Linked DNA regions of Gossypium hirsutum: region 2 is linked to region 1. The links are chromatin contacts, called in public Hi-C maps. All regions are on one chromosome and are shown on one strand. Each heading gives the region's core, a stretch centred on a gene start, on an enhancer-like site or on the middle of the called end of the contact. The rest is flanking DNA. Distances are from core to core; before and after follow the strand shown.

Region 1 (6,380 bases), core at 483-2,982:
TAAAAAAGGTTGAGTTAATTTTGAATTTTAAATGTTTAAACTCAAATTCGACCTATATTTTAAACGAGTATAATTTTTTTATCTAAACTTATTTTTTAAATATAATATTTTTACTTGAATCTGCTCAAATGTAGACATGGGATGGATTTTTATGCTCGGAGAAGTAGCCTAGTCCAAAAACAATTCTAGCAAGGTACGTCAATTTTGGGCCAACCATGCTTCACCAACTTTTTCCAAATGAATTGAAAATCTGTCAAGAAAAACAATATATAACTATCATTATCAGCGAGAAATAAAAGAAACTAAAACAGCGGAGGAAAACAAAAAATCTAAAAAAAAAAAGGTGTTTTGTTAAGCGGATCGAATAATATATAAAAAAATAAAAATATTAATAAAGACTTATAAAATATAATTTATTTAATTATAAAATAAATTTAAATTTGTAAAATAATTTTTTATTATTACTTTTTTTTCTTCCAAAAGCCATACGTATTAAATCGTGTTTTGAATAAGTAACTATCTAAATTAACTTGATTCGACGATAAAAAGAATTGAGGATAAAAATTTTAAATATTGAAAATAATATTTAAAAAAATTAACCTACAATTCGACCGATCAGTTCATTCGATTTTAACAACAACAAAAAAATATTAATTTCAAATTTAAAATTAACTCTAAATCCAACATTCAAATTCTAAATAACCTTTCCTTTTGAAATCTTTCTCCTTTCAAAAATATTAGAAAAAAAATCAACCACAAAAAAAAAAACAAAAATGATATGTAAAAAATGAGGAAAAACGTAGCAGTTGATTTTTTTATCTCAAAGGTTGAAAAACATGTCATACAAACCCTTCTTGTGTCTTTGGATATCTTTGTTCTTTTTGTCACTACAAAATAATGGGTACAACTTTGTTTCGGACTTGTCCACAGTCCGATTAAAAGATGCACTTCTTAGTCTTTCTCAATTTCTCATGTCAACCATGACTCACTTTAATTTACTACAAAGTACTTGATTAGGATGTTTCTTAGCTTTAATGCCTTGGTCCTAAAATATGGAAAAATTTTCTTTTAATCCCTTTAAAAATTTTGAAATTAAATAATATTTTGCCCCTTTAAAAATGAAAGCAAATTCTGTTTACTCCATTCAAAAAAATGAAATCACAAATTTAAACATGATAAATTATAATCTAACTTATTTATTGGGATTTTAATAAGATTTAACTTATTTTAGATCCAATAAAAGGCTAAACTATTGAGATTGAAGTGAAAAGTTTAAAATTGAAACATATTTAATGATGGAGAGTATTTTTGGCTTACCTATTAATTTAATGGTTAAATTCTGCTATTAATTTAGTGTAAGTTATAGATTTAAGTTTTGTTTTTTAATTAAGTTATTTTTATTTTTGTCAATTTTAAAATTTTAATCTTGACTTTAATTGAAAAATTTTTTGAAATCAAGATTGAAAATGAACAAAAAAAAAACTATATCTACAACTTAAATATAATACAAAATTAATAGCAAAATTTAAATTAATGAATATAATTATTATTTAAGTTAAATTGAAATTTTAAAATTGGGAAAATATTAGACTAACTAGTAGTAAATCCTTAGGTAGCAACAACATCAGCACAAGACAAGAAGCAGTCGTTGGTGGATGGAATATTAGAAGGCAGAGAGAGAGTGTGGGGTATCCTATGACTTTGGCCTATTAGACAGCATATAGGCTAATACAGTATTCGGAGCTCCACTCCGTTCCCCCGATCAACTCTAAACAATAATATGACTTTGGTGTCCGTTGTCCTCTGGTATCCATTTGTTTTTTTTAATCTTTAATTTGCCGACCAAAGAAAATTTCACCACTACTTCCCTTTATTTTTCCTTTCACTTTCTCTCTTGTACTATATATATTTTATACAACCCTTTTGTCTTCTTTCTTTATTAAAATACAACACTCCTACCTCCATTCGCCAGGAAAACTGTAAACAAAATGATTTTTAAATACTACCATTCATTTTAATATATATATATGATTATTCAAATAATTGAACATATTTGTATTAAATATCTCACCCTCACTTCACATAAAACATAGCCCAAAAAGAAACCATACTATATTCACTTACATCATTCATGGCAGGCACCTTCAAAAAAAAAAAAAAGACCTTTCCCATTTGTGTTTGTGATGTGAACGTGTGCATGGTTGAACCCATTTGACACAAGACCTTCCAACAAATTCCTATATAACTTTCTTGTCCAAGGATGTAGACGGTGCTGTTCTCATCGATCTTACTTCATTGGCTTTTTCTGACGGACAATCCATCAGAAAAACATCCTGCACATGGCCATAATATCCACACTTGAAACAAATAGTTGGAAGAGGCTCGTATTTAATCTGTTGAATTCATTCTCCAATCATGACTTTTGAGACAAAAAGCTTCTCAAGATCAATGTAAATAGTTAAACGGACAAACTTTTGTTGCTTTCTATAATCCGTATCATAATCTAATTTAATGCCCTTATGAACTAATTTCCCTCTCTATCAATATGCTTTTTCGATACATATATCCAGAGAGCCCTGGTAATCTGATCCAATCGATAACTTTATCAGGGTACAACTTCTAGGAATCAAAATCCATGGATCACGGTTGTAATGTAAGATATTGATCATACATAACCCATGGCCCCTTTGTGAGAGCCTTCTCATAATCTTCTTCTCATTGAAACTTGGTGAAATAATAGTTCTCAATGTCCACGATTCAAAAGCTTGAGACAGCTTCCATAGTGCATAAGCTCTATTGGATAGGGCATTGAAACCTATCCTTCGACCTAGAAGCTTGATGACCATTGTCCAAGCCGTGCTCCGTTCCAAAATCTGATACACCCTTTCAGAAAATTGGGTCGCTGGCATACCATCAACAAAAAATGTAGACACATCCCCATCAAGTAGTTCAATGTCATCGCCGTCAGCTAGACCATTCTCATCCCCTAACCCATTCGGATTAGGTCCCTTCCCATCGCCAACGCATCCCGGATAGACACTCGACCCTCAGAATGAGAGTCAATCATCATGTTAGTGCGATCACCAGTCTCATCCTCCTAAAACTGCACCTTTTTGGTCAGCTTATCACCTTCCTGGCTCCCACCATAGCTGTCAAGACTTATGCCCTCCATGCAGATCTGGTCTTTTTCTTCCTCTTCTTCTTTCTATTTCTTCTTTTCTTGAGTCAAAAGTGCTTTTCATTTCTCAACATTTTTTTTATCACAAAGTACTTGACTAAGATGTTTCTTAATTACCTTTAATTAAAATGCAGGTATAATTCATAAATATATAAATAAATTATATGTTAGTATCTTACTCGTTAATTTAAATATTATCTTAGGAGTTTATTTTCTTATTTAAGAGTTGAAAAGAGATTATGGATAATTTAAAATATTGTATAAAAAATAAGATTTTGATAAGATTTGATTTGTTTTATGACTAATGAAGCTCTTAAAGGTTAAACCATTGGAACAGAAGTGAAAAGCTTAATATTGAATATTTTTTATGATTAAGATTAATTTAATAGATAAATCTTACTATCTTTTTTAATCACAGCATATTTTGAATTATGAGATTTTAGAATTTTAAAAATTAAGATAAAAAAATTAACTAAATTGAAGAACAATAATTAAATCTACAATTTACATATCATATGAGATTAATAGTAAAATCTTACCTAATAAATTTAACTGAACTAATTCATCAAAATATATAAACACTAAAGTTACTCGTCCAACAATCACTAATAATATCTTAATTTTACCTAGAAAGCAGGGAAGGAAAAGAGAAACAAAACAGAAACTTCCTAGGTATATCAGGAATCCGTTGCTTAAGTAGCCTAACTTTGTCTTGCATATAAAACAAAAGAAATGGAGAAGAGATAGTTAAAAGATAATCCATTTTATTAATAAAATATTTAAATATAATCTTGGTTTAATATCTATATATTTTCTATAATTAAATAAAATATTTTAAAATTTATTTAATTTTAATTAAGGCTGATGATTTTTATTTTTACTCAATTTCAAATCAAAGCAAGTCGAATCTATTAAGTAAAGCTTTTGTATTTATATTTAACATTTATTTTGAGCTAATTTAAATACAAGTATAAAAACAAAATTCTTTAAATATATTATTTTAAAATATAAAAAAAAGTAAACATATTTTTATTTAAATAAATGTTTAAATGTTTGCATCCCACACTCACTTCACATGGCTAATGAAATTTTAAAAAATCAAAAACCCAAAAAGGGAAACAAAGGTGCTCTGTAATAAGCCAATGTTAAAGAGTAATGAGAAACACAACACAATTCAAGAAGAAGAGAAGAAGATTAATTCCATATCTATTTAGCTGAACAACCAACTACTGTATTTATACAGACTTGAACAATAAAGTGTAACGACAGTAACTGCTAACAACTAATTAGCTGCTAACAGCTAACCATTACTTAACTATTAACTACCAGTAACTATAACACTTTCTTTTATTCCTTAATATGCCTCCAGCTACTTGACCTCTGCTGCTGGTTCCTGTTTGGAAAGAACTTTGAGACACGATCGAAATTTCGTAAACATAGGAGCAAACAAGGGCTTAGTGAAAATATCTGCTACTTGATCCTGAGCTGGGACATGCCCCACAAGCAATTGTCCAACAGCAACCTTTTCCCTAACAAAAAATAAATCCAACTCCATGTGCTTGAATTTTGAATGCAACACTGGATTGGCTGACACTAGAATTATCGCACCACACGGTAGCTTTCTTGGAAGGAACAATATGCAACTCAGACAAGAGAGACTCGAGCCACACTATTTCAGTAACAGCATGAGCAAGTCCTCGATACTCAGCCTCTGCAGTGGATCTGGAGACAACGAGTTGCTTCTTGGATCCCCAAGCCACAGGGTTACCACCAAAAAACACACAGAAACCTGTAGTGGACCGCCTATCGTCGATATCAGTACCCCAGTTCGCATCAGAAAAACCGAATAGATCCAAGTGGGTAGCAGCAGTAAAATGAAGACCATACTCCACAGTATTCTGAAGATATCGAAGAATTCGTTTTACAGCCTTAAAATGCTGATCAAGAGGCTGATGCATGAATTGACAGACTTTATTAACAGCAAATGTAATGTCAGGCCGAGTGATAAGAACATACTGAAGGGCACCTACAATGCTCCTATAGTCAGACTCATTTTCAATAGCACTACCATCATGTTGAGATAAACATGTCGAAGTAGCCATGGGAGTAGGAGAACCCTTTGCACACTCCATTTGAGCTCTCTTTAAAAGGTCAAGGATATATTTGCGTTGACTCAAGAACAACCCATTAGTAGTAGGCAAGACTTCAATACCCAGGAAATTACTAAGAGGCCCCAAATCCTTCAAAGAAAATTGTGTATCCAAGGTTGTGACAAATTCATCAATGCTGCCTTGATGATTACCGGTGACAATGATGCCATCGACATAGACAAGCACATATAGCAACACACCTCCAGTTTTTTGAACAAACAAAGAGCCATCTGACTTTGCTAATACAAACCGAGAAGTAAGTAAAAAGTCTCTAAGTTTGGAAAACCAAGCGCGTGGTGCCTGTTTAAGGCCATACAGTGCCTTCTTTAATCGACATACCAAATTCTGACTACCATGATGTTGCTCAAAGCCAGGGGGTTGAACCATGTAGATCTCTTCAGTTAAGTCACCGTTAAGGAAGGCATTATTGATGTCAATTTGTCGTAATTGCCAGCCAAACTTCACTGCCAAAGCCAGAACAACACGAATTGTGGCTGGTTTTACAACTGGGTTGAAAGTTTCATGGAAGTCGATTCCAGCTTCCTGGAGATAACCTTTGACCACTAAACGACCCTTATACCAAGCAATAGACCCATCCGAACGACGCTTAAGCTTGAATATCCACTTGCACCCCACTGCTCTCCTATTGGCAGGTAGAGGAACCAAATCCCAGGTATTGTTTTTCATCAAAGCATCATATTCCTGTTGGGCAGCGAGAGTCCACTCTTTGGAAGAAAAAGCCTCAGCAATTGTGGCAGGTTCAATAACTATAACACTTTCTTTTATTCCTTAATAAAGAGAAATCCAATTTTCTTAATCATTTGGTATAAAAGAACATTTGGCTGAGATTTCGGTTGGATTCATTTCATTCATTTCGGCTCCACTTCTGTCTTCCTTATTTATTATTTAATGGTTGAGGGTTGATTCTCATTTTGAATATGGCGCAATTAGAAGGTTAGCCTTTGAGTTTGTGATGTGAACGTGTGTGTATGTCTGAACCATTAGGGCTTAGGCAGAAGACCTTCCAAGAGATTCCTATATAACTTTTTCCT
Region 2 (6,604 bases), core at 1,780-4,279, 64 kb after region 1:
TGCCATCTTTTTCCCTTTTAATTCATTTTAATTACTAGATTACCAAATTGCCCCTAACTTAAAAATTTTCTATTTCACTTATCTCATGTCCATTTTTGTCTACCAAGTTACCAATGGTATAATTACCATATAAAGACCTCCAATTTAAAGTTTCATAACAATTGGACACCTCTAACATGTAGAACTCAACTTTTGCACTTTTTACAATTTAGTCCTTTTGACTAAATTGAGTGCCCAAACGTCGAAATTTTCGAATGAAATTTTCAAAAAATCATTTTGTAAAATTGTAGACCATAAAAATATAAGAAAAATAAAATTTTTCTCATCGGATTTGTGGTCCCGAAACCACTGTTCTGATAACCTCAAATTTGGGCCATTACACTTCGTGCTACCTCTTAATCCTCGGCAGGTTTAAAGGACTGCGAACAAGGCTTTAATTTATAAAAAAGTATAAAAATAATTTGCAAGCTTATTCTTTTTCCATAACATAATAAGTCTTAACTCACCAGTGGCACCATGTAGCCATGTGAACTGAGTAGGCAAAATTGAAACGGTGTCCGCACCATTATCATCACCAACATGCCTCCATATATTAAAGCTCAGATCTGCGAGGCAATAGTGAAATACATTTCTCACAGTTACCAACTTCTCTAGCTTCAATACACGGCCTAGCCGAAGCCGATAAAATTAAGCCCACCCCACTTTCGATATAATATCTTCTCTTCGTAAGCATTCACTTTTGATAGGTGTAAACCATTCAATAGAAAAGTCAAAACCAACCTTAAATTTACTCTTTACCCATATGTACTTACAGTGATTCAATTGAAGGTTCAAAGACCAATTGGAAACAATCAATTCCAGTTTATTGCGATGAGTAAAGTAAAATAAACCCAGCGAACCCCCTCGATTATAAGCCTTGAGTTGGTACAGATTCTGGAAAACAGAAATTAATGGGGCCTCTTCTCGCCGGCCACATGAAATAAAGTAAGCCATCACGACCCACCATGAGAAGCCAGATAACTCCCCCAGAGCTGTCCTATACTTGTCAAGTAAATTGTAGAAAAATAGATGGAGTGAAAAATGAAAACCTACTTCTAGTACTTGTAAGGGAAACAGAAAACTTCCATCAGTGGTGTCACTCAATTGCCTTAACCCTTCAACAATCGAGAACTTATAAGCAACATTGGGTATTTGAATCCCTTAGCAACCAAGTGACTATTCATCTATTCTTTCTTGGTGCTATAAGCATAGGCTTTCGTCTCTATAGGAGTATTCACTTGACGGTGTTATGAAGGCTCACTTCCTAAACCACTACGGTTACCTTGGATAATACAACCACTTCCTTTTGCCCTAACGATTGTGTCCAAATAAACCCAAAAAAATCACAAATACAATTTGCAGATTTTAAGAAAATTCCTTTGAAACACGATTATCCTTTTTAATTGCAGCTCTTTCTAAAAAAATTCAAATTCAAATGGTTTCATTCTTAGGGTTAAGGTAACCTCATTTTAAAAGAATTTTACACTTTAACGATTCATGTGTCCAAGAATGAAGGCACAATCAGTTGTATACAATTGTACTTCTCCTCAACATGTAGTGAAGTGTATATGATAATCTAAACTGAAAAGTGTATACAATAAGTTTCTCTCTCAGTAATCTCGCACCTCGCGAAGCCAAGTTCTCAAAAGAGTCACTTTATAACTCTTCTTCGAACTAGGTGGGGGACAAATTATTATGGTATTCATCAGTACCATCCCGCTACCTAGTTACCTGATTGGATTTCGACCCGTAGCCTACATTGTTCGCACCCTGAGTTCATACATGAGGTGTTAGTGTCTTTTAATGAGCTCGCACGATGTGGATTCGCACTACCATGCAGGCAAACCCATATATAGAAAACACGTGTTAATTTTAGAGTAGGATAGGTATTGGCATGCAATAAGTTTCTCTCTCAATAATCTCTCACCTCGCGAAGCCAAGTTCTTAGAAGAGTCACTTTATAACTCTTATTCGAACTAGGTGGGGGACAAATTGTTATGGTATTCATCATTACCATCGCACTACCTAGTTACCTAATCGGATTCCGACCTGTAGCCTACATTGTTCGCACCCTGAGTTCATACATGAGGTGTTAGCGTTCTTTAATGAGCTCGCACGATGTGGGTTCGCACTACCATGCAGGCAAACCCATACACAGAAAACATGTGTTAATTTTAAAGTAGAGTACATATTGGCATGCATAAGAACCTACCTACAATGTCACATCCGTGAACAATAACCGTATCATATAAATAGAGAATTTAACCGTTTTATAAGGGATATACACATAAAAACACTCTTTTAACACTTTTAATTTATTTTACTAAAATCTTGATCAATATTAGGAATAAGTGGGTGCCTCAATTCTAGACGTCTTTGCACATTTATATTTTGATTTTGTGAAAGTATTATAATCATACAGATAATTTAAATTGATAAAGTACGTACTAGCCGAGATTTTCATCAATGGTTATCTGCGTGAAAAATATACCAATTTAACATAACTATCCTCTCAAAAAAATAATGTTAATGTAAACCTACAATCAAGATTTCAAATTTTTAAATATTTACTTATTTAATAATGAATGAAATATAGCTTATTTTAATTAAACTAAAAAGAAAAAAAAATCACTTAACTCGTTCATGATATACATATTTTGCACAGAATTAATCCAAACCAAACCATCAGTTGTTTTATAGATAAAAATTTATGGTATGATTGAAATAATTATCCTCAGATCCAATCTAAACACGGTTCACCGGGATCCTGTGCACCCAACATTAGCCCGCACCATTTAAATCCTCCACGTGTACCTCTTATCGTTCGAGTACACCGATTTAGCTACATTCGCGAGTACGCATTAATCCGGCCTCATCATCTAGTGTAACTTTGTAAAAAAGGGTCACCGTCTCTCTGTCAATTCCTTCCTTCCAACCACATATATACAGCACGCCCCTCTTTCATTTTTCTCCATCTCCATTTCTCTCAGCTCATTTCTTCTCTTGTAACACTGCTAATATTTTTTTTTATCGTCGTCTCCGTCGTTCGAAGATTATAAAAAACCGGCGTCGTTTCAAATGGCTACGAGAACGGATCTTGATGGGAGGCCAATAAAGCCGTTGACGATATGCATGATCGGCGCCGGAGGCTTCATCGGCTCCCACCTTTGCGAGAAATTGATGTCGGAGACGCCGCACAAGGTGCTCGCCTTGGACGTTTACAATGACAAGATCAAGCATCTCCTCGAGCCTGACTCTCTCCCTTGGGCTGGCCGTATTCAGTTCCACCGACTTAACATTAAGCACGATTCTAGGCTCGAAGGCCTCATCAAGATGGCAGATCTCGTAATTTCTTGCCTTTCTTGCTCTCTCTCTTTTCTTATATCATTGATACTACTTCCTTTTGCTGAAAATTATGCTCAGGCGGATCTTTTGCTGTTTCTCTTTATTTTCCGCTTGACTGCTTTTTCTTCGTTTTGTTTGTTTAGTGTTCCCTTTTGTTTTAATTTATTAGATCTCATGCAATCTTGTTTTTGTTTATGTGATTTTGAAGTTCCTCTGGAGCTAATTTTCTCCCATTGTTGTTTAAAAGCTAGTTTCTTATTATCTGTTGGATTTATTTTGTTGAGTTTCAAAAGTTCTTGCTGAATTTATGGCGATTGATTTGGTTTTTATTGTTTTTCTGGCAATGTAGACGATAAATCTTGCTGCCATATGTACTCCGGCAGATTATAATACGCGTCCACTAGACACGATTTACAGCAATTTTATTGATGCACTTCCTGTGGTAAGCATTTCTCTTGTAATGGTTTTTTGTCATCTTTTATTTCTCTTTTAGTTAGATTGATGTCGATGTGAATGAGGGGGGATTTGATTGTTACTAGCTTTTTGAGATCGAAGTTGAAGTCAGTGCTGTGAACTTGTGGTTTGATAGGTGAAGTACTGTTCAGAGAACAACAAGCGTCTGATTCACTTCTCTACTTGTGAAGTGTATGGAAAAACTATTGGAAGCTTTCTTCCTAAAGATTCTCCTCTCCGTCAGGTAACCTTTCACTTTCCTTTTTTAATAGCTTAATTGAGTATCTCTTGAAAAAGGATTTTACATCTATGCTTTGCTTTTAACAGGGTAACATGTGTGGTTTTGTATAGATCTTTCGGTGCTCTTTTTATGTGAAAGATTCAATGTTTATTTTTTGATTTATATGTTTTATATTTTAGTAGGAAAAAAAAATTGGAGTTGGTGTTGAGCTGAAATGTCAAGCTATTTTAAATGAATGAATCTTGAAATTGGATGGTCTGCAGACATTGGTCAATGCCCTCCTAAAAAAATGGAGGGTCGTTGGTGGGAGTTTATGTGGTTGTTTGGTTCAATGTAATAGCAACTTACTGTGATAGTTGAATGGTTAATGAGGTCTTACTTAGTCTGTCAAGTTGTACTTATGAGTTGTTTATAACAAGTTATGCCAATTTTATTTGCTGGTCAGCCCCTTTATGCGCAAGCAGTATCAAGCCTTGCAAGATCTTTATTCCTGCACTGATTATTGATATTATCTTCTCAAGTTTTTAAATTTTGTTGACTATCATTTATTTTCTTTCTTTGTCAGTCATGTTTATAACCTTTTTCTATAAAAAAAAAAAAGGAGACTTTTGGAAAAGCTCTTTTATTAATTTGTTTGCTTCATGAGGCTGAAGGGTTCAAAGTATGCCATTTTTTTAAAAGACTTTTGTTTATCAAGCAATCTGCTTTTTAGACGTATTTTATGTGTATGGCTAAATCTGTGGTGATGCTGAGAATGATTTAGTATGCTTTGTTTTGTTTTTTTCTCCTTTAAATTTTTAAGTTTCCTTTAGTGTTATTGTTCCTTTTCCCCTCCCATATTTATAGATGTTATTAATATGTTCATTCTCTGATTTATGTGATATAGGATCCTGCCTACTATGTTCTTAAGGAAGATACTTCCCCCTGCATTTTTGGTTCAATTGAGAAACAGAGGTGGTCCTATGCATGTGCTAAGCAGTTGATTGAGAGGCTCATTTATGGTTAGCATCTTATCAAGTAGCCTGTTCCCAATAGAGATGCTTAGAATTATATTAACTGACTTAATTTTATATCGATTTCAGCTGAAGGGGCAGAGACTGGGCTCGAGTTCACTATTGTGAGGCCTTTTAACTGGATTGGACCCAGGATGGATTTCATTCCTGGTATTGATGGTCCTAGTGAGGGAGTTCCCAGAGTTCTTGCATGCTTTAGTAATGTTAGTCGAACTCTTTTCCTAATTCTAGGAATCCTAGACGCCGCCTATAATTTCTCCTTTCAATTCTTTGATAGTTATATTTTGAATGTTAATTTTTCTTTTTCCTGTTTAGAATCTCCTACGTCGTGAACCACTTAAGCTTGTGGATGGTGGCGAATCTCAGAGAACTTTTATATACATAAAGGATGCTATTGAAGCTGTTCTCTTGATGATTGTGCGTATTAACTTGTCTCTTCTTACTCACCCTCTTCCCTCCCTCATCCCCACATCTAGCCAAACGCAGAAATTAAACTAAGCTGTTGGGTTTCATTTGTCCAGGAAAATCCAGATAGGGCCAATGGCCATATTTTCAATGTGGGTAACCCGAACAATGAAGTCACAGTTAGGCAACTTGCTGAAATGATGACTAAGGTGAAGCACATAGTTTCTATAGTTCGTATTTTTATTTTTTTTATAGTGGTATATTTGATCACATGTAATTTATAACTACATGCCTTTGGGCTCTTCAGGTCTATGCCAAGGTTAGTGGAGAAACTGTGCTGGAGTCTCCAACAGTTGATGTCAGCTCCAAGGAATTTTATGGTGAGGGTTATGATGATAGTGACAAGAGAATTCCAGACATGACCATAATAAACAAACAACTCGGTAGGTTGTGCTTTTCTTAGTTGTTCTCGTATGATCTTTGGATTTTTATCTTGTAAGTGAATTGAGCATCTGATCAATTGTTTCATTACGGCAAACAGGTTGGAACCCCAAGACATCCCTTTGGGACTTGCTCGAATCTACCCTAACCTACCAACACAGGACTTATGCCGAGGCTATTAAGAAATCCATAGCAAAACCTTCTGCATCCTAAAGGAGGCTAGATGTTTAAACCACGGCTAAGAAAGGATCATGAAATGTGCTTTATGGCAAATGTTTCAATTCTTCTTTCCCCCGCTTCTTTTAGGAAGTCTTTAAATATATCATATATGTTGATCTTCTTTATACCCCCCTTTTTTTTTTTTTGTCTTCCCCATGTTGGTAGTCAATAGCTCACTGTAGCTCTGGCAGCTATGTTATTAGAATGGTTTTATGTGGAGACGTTCTTACAAGGGGAATGGTATTGTTTTAGTATTATAATTATTATTCCAGTGGAGCTTTGAGATGCAGCAGCATGTTGGGGGCGTCAAATATATTACACAAAAGGAAAGGATATACTGTTTTTATGGTTTTTTAGATGGTTCTTTAATTTGTCTCACCTGAGTTGTTTTGTTAATTTGTTTGAACCTCTTCACTTGCTCATGGTGTTATTATTATTTTATTCTTTT

The links. A called contact is a pair of places that touch in the nucleus more often than the background predicts.
Region 2: a contact with region 1 is called in a Hi-C map of hypocotyl, with 2.2 times the contacts expected there. The contact joins the promoter of LOC107889045 here to the enhancer-like site in region 1. A contact is called at or near these places in 6 of 34 Hi-C or Micro-C datasets (callus, fibers, hypocotyl and 1 more).

The regions. Positions count from the first base shown.
Region 1 is chrA09:64,254,404-64,260,783 of Gossypium_hirsutum_v2.1, forward strand. No RefSeq gene overlaps it. Among protein-coding and RNA genes, the nearest start is that of LOC121206118, 6.6 kb to the left of the region's middle. Within about 2 kb of position 1,733, at least 6 of the 9 cell types and tissues checked have an H3K27ac peak or open chromatin away from gene starts, as enhancers often do. A contact at or near this core is called in fibers, hypocotyl and leaf, where this site is marked.
Region 2 is chrA09:64,317,121-64,323,724 of Gossypium_hirsutum_v2.1, forward strand. It overlaps LOC107889045 (UDP-D-apiose/UDP-D-xylose synthase 2-like), which reads left to right and starts at 3,030. Exons shown (of 9, transcript NM_001326754.1): 1 at 3,030-3,384; 2 at 3,734-3,826; 3 at 3,974-4,081; 4 at 4,965-5,079; 5 at 5,161-5,294; 6 at 5,407-5,508; 7 at 5,613-5,705; 8 at 5,804-5,939; 9 at 6,038-6,445. The coding sequence starts at 3,118. The coding sequence ends at 6,150.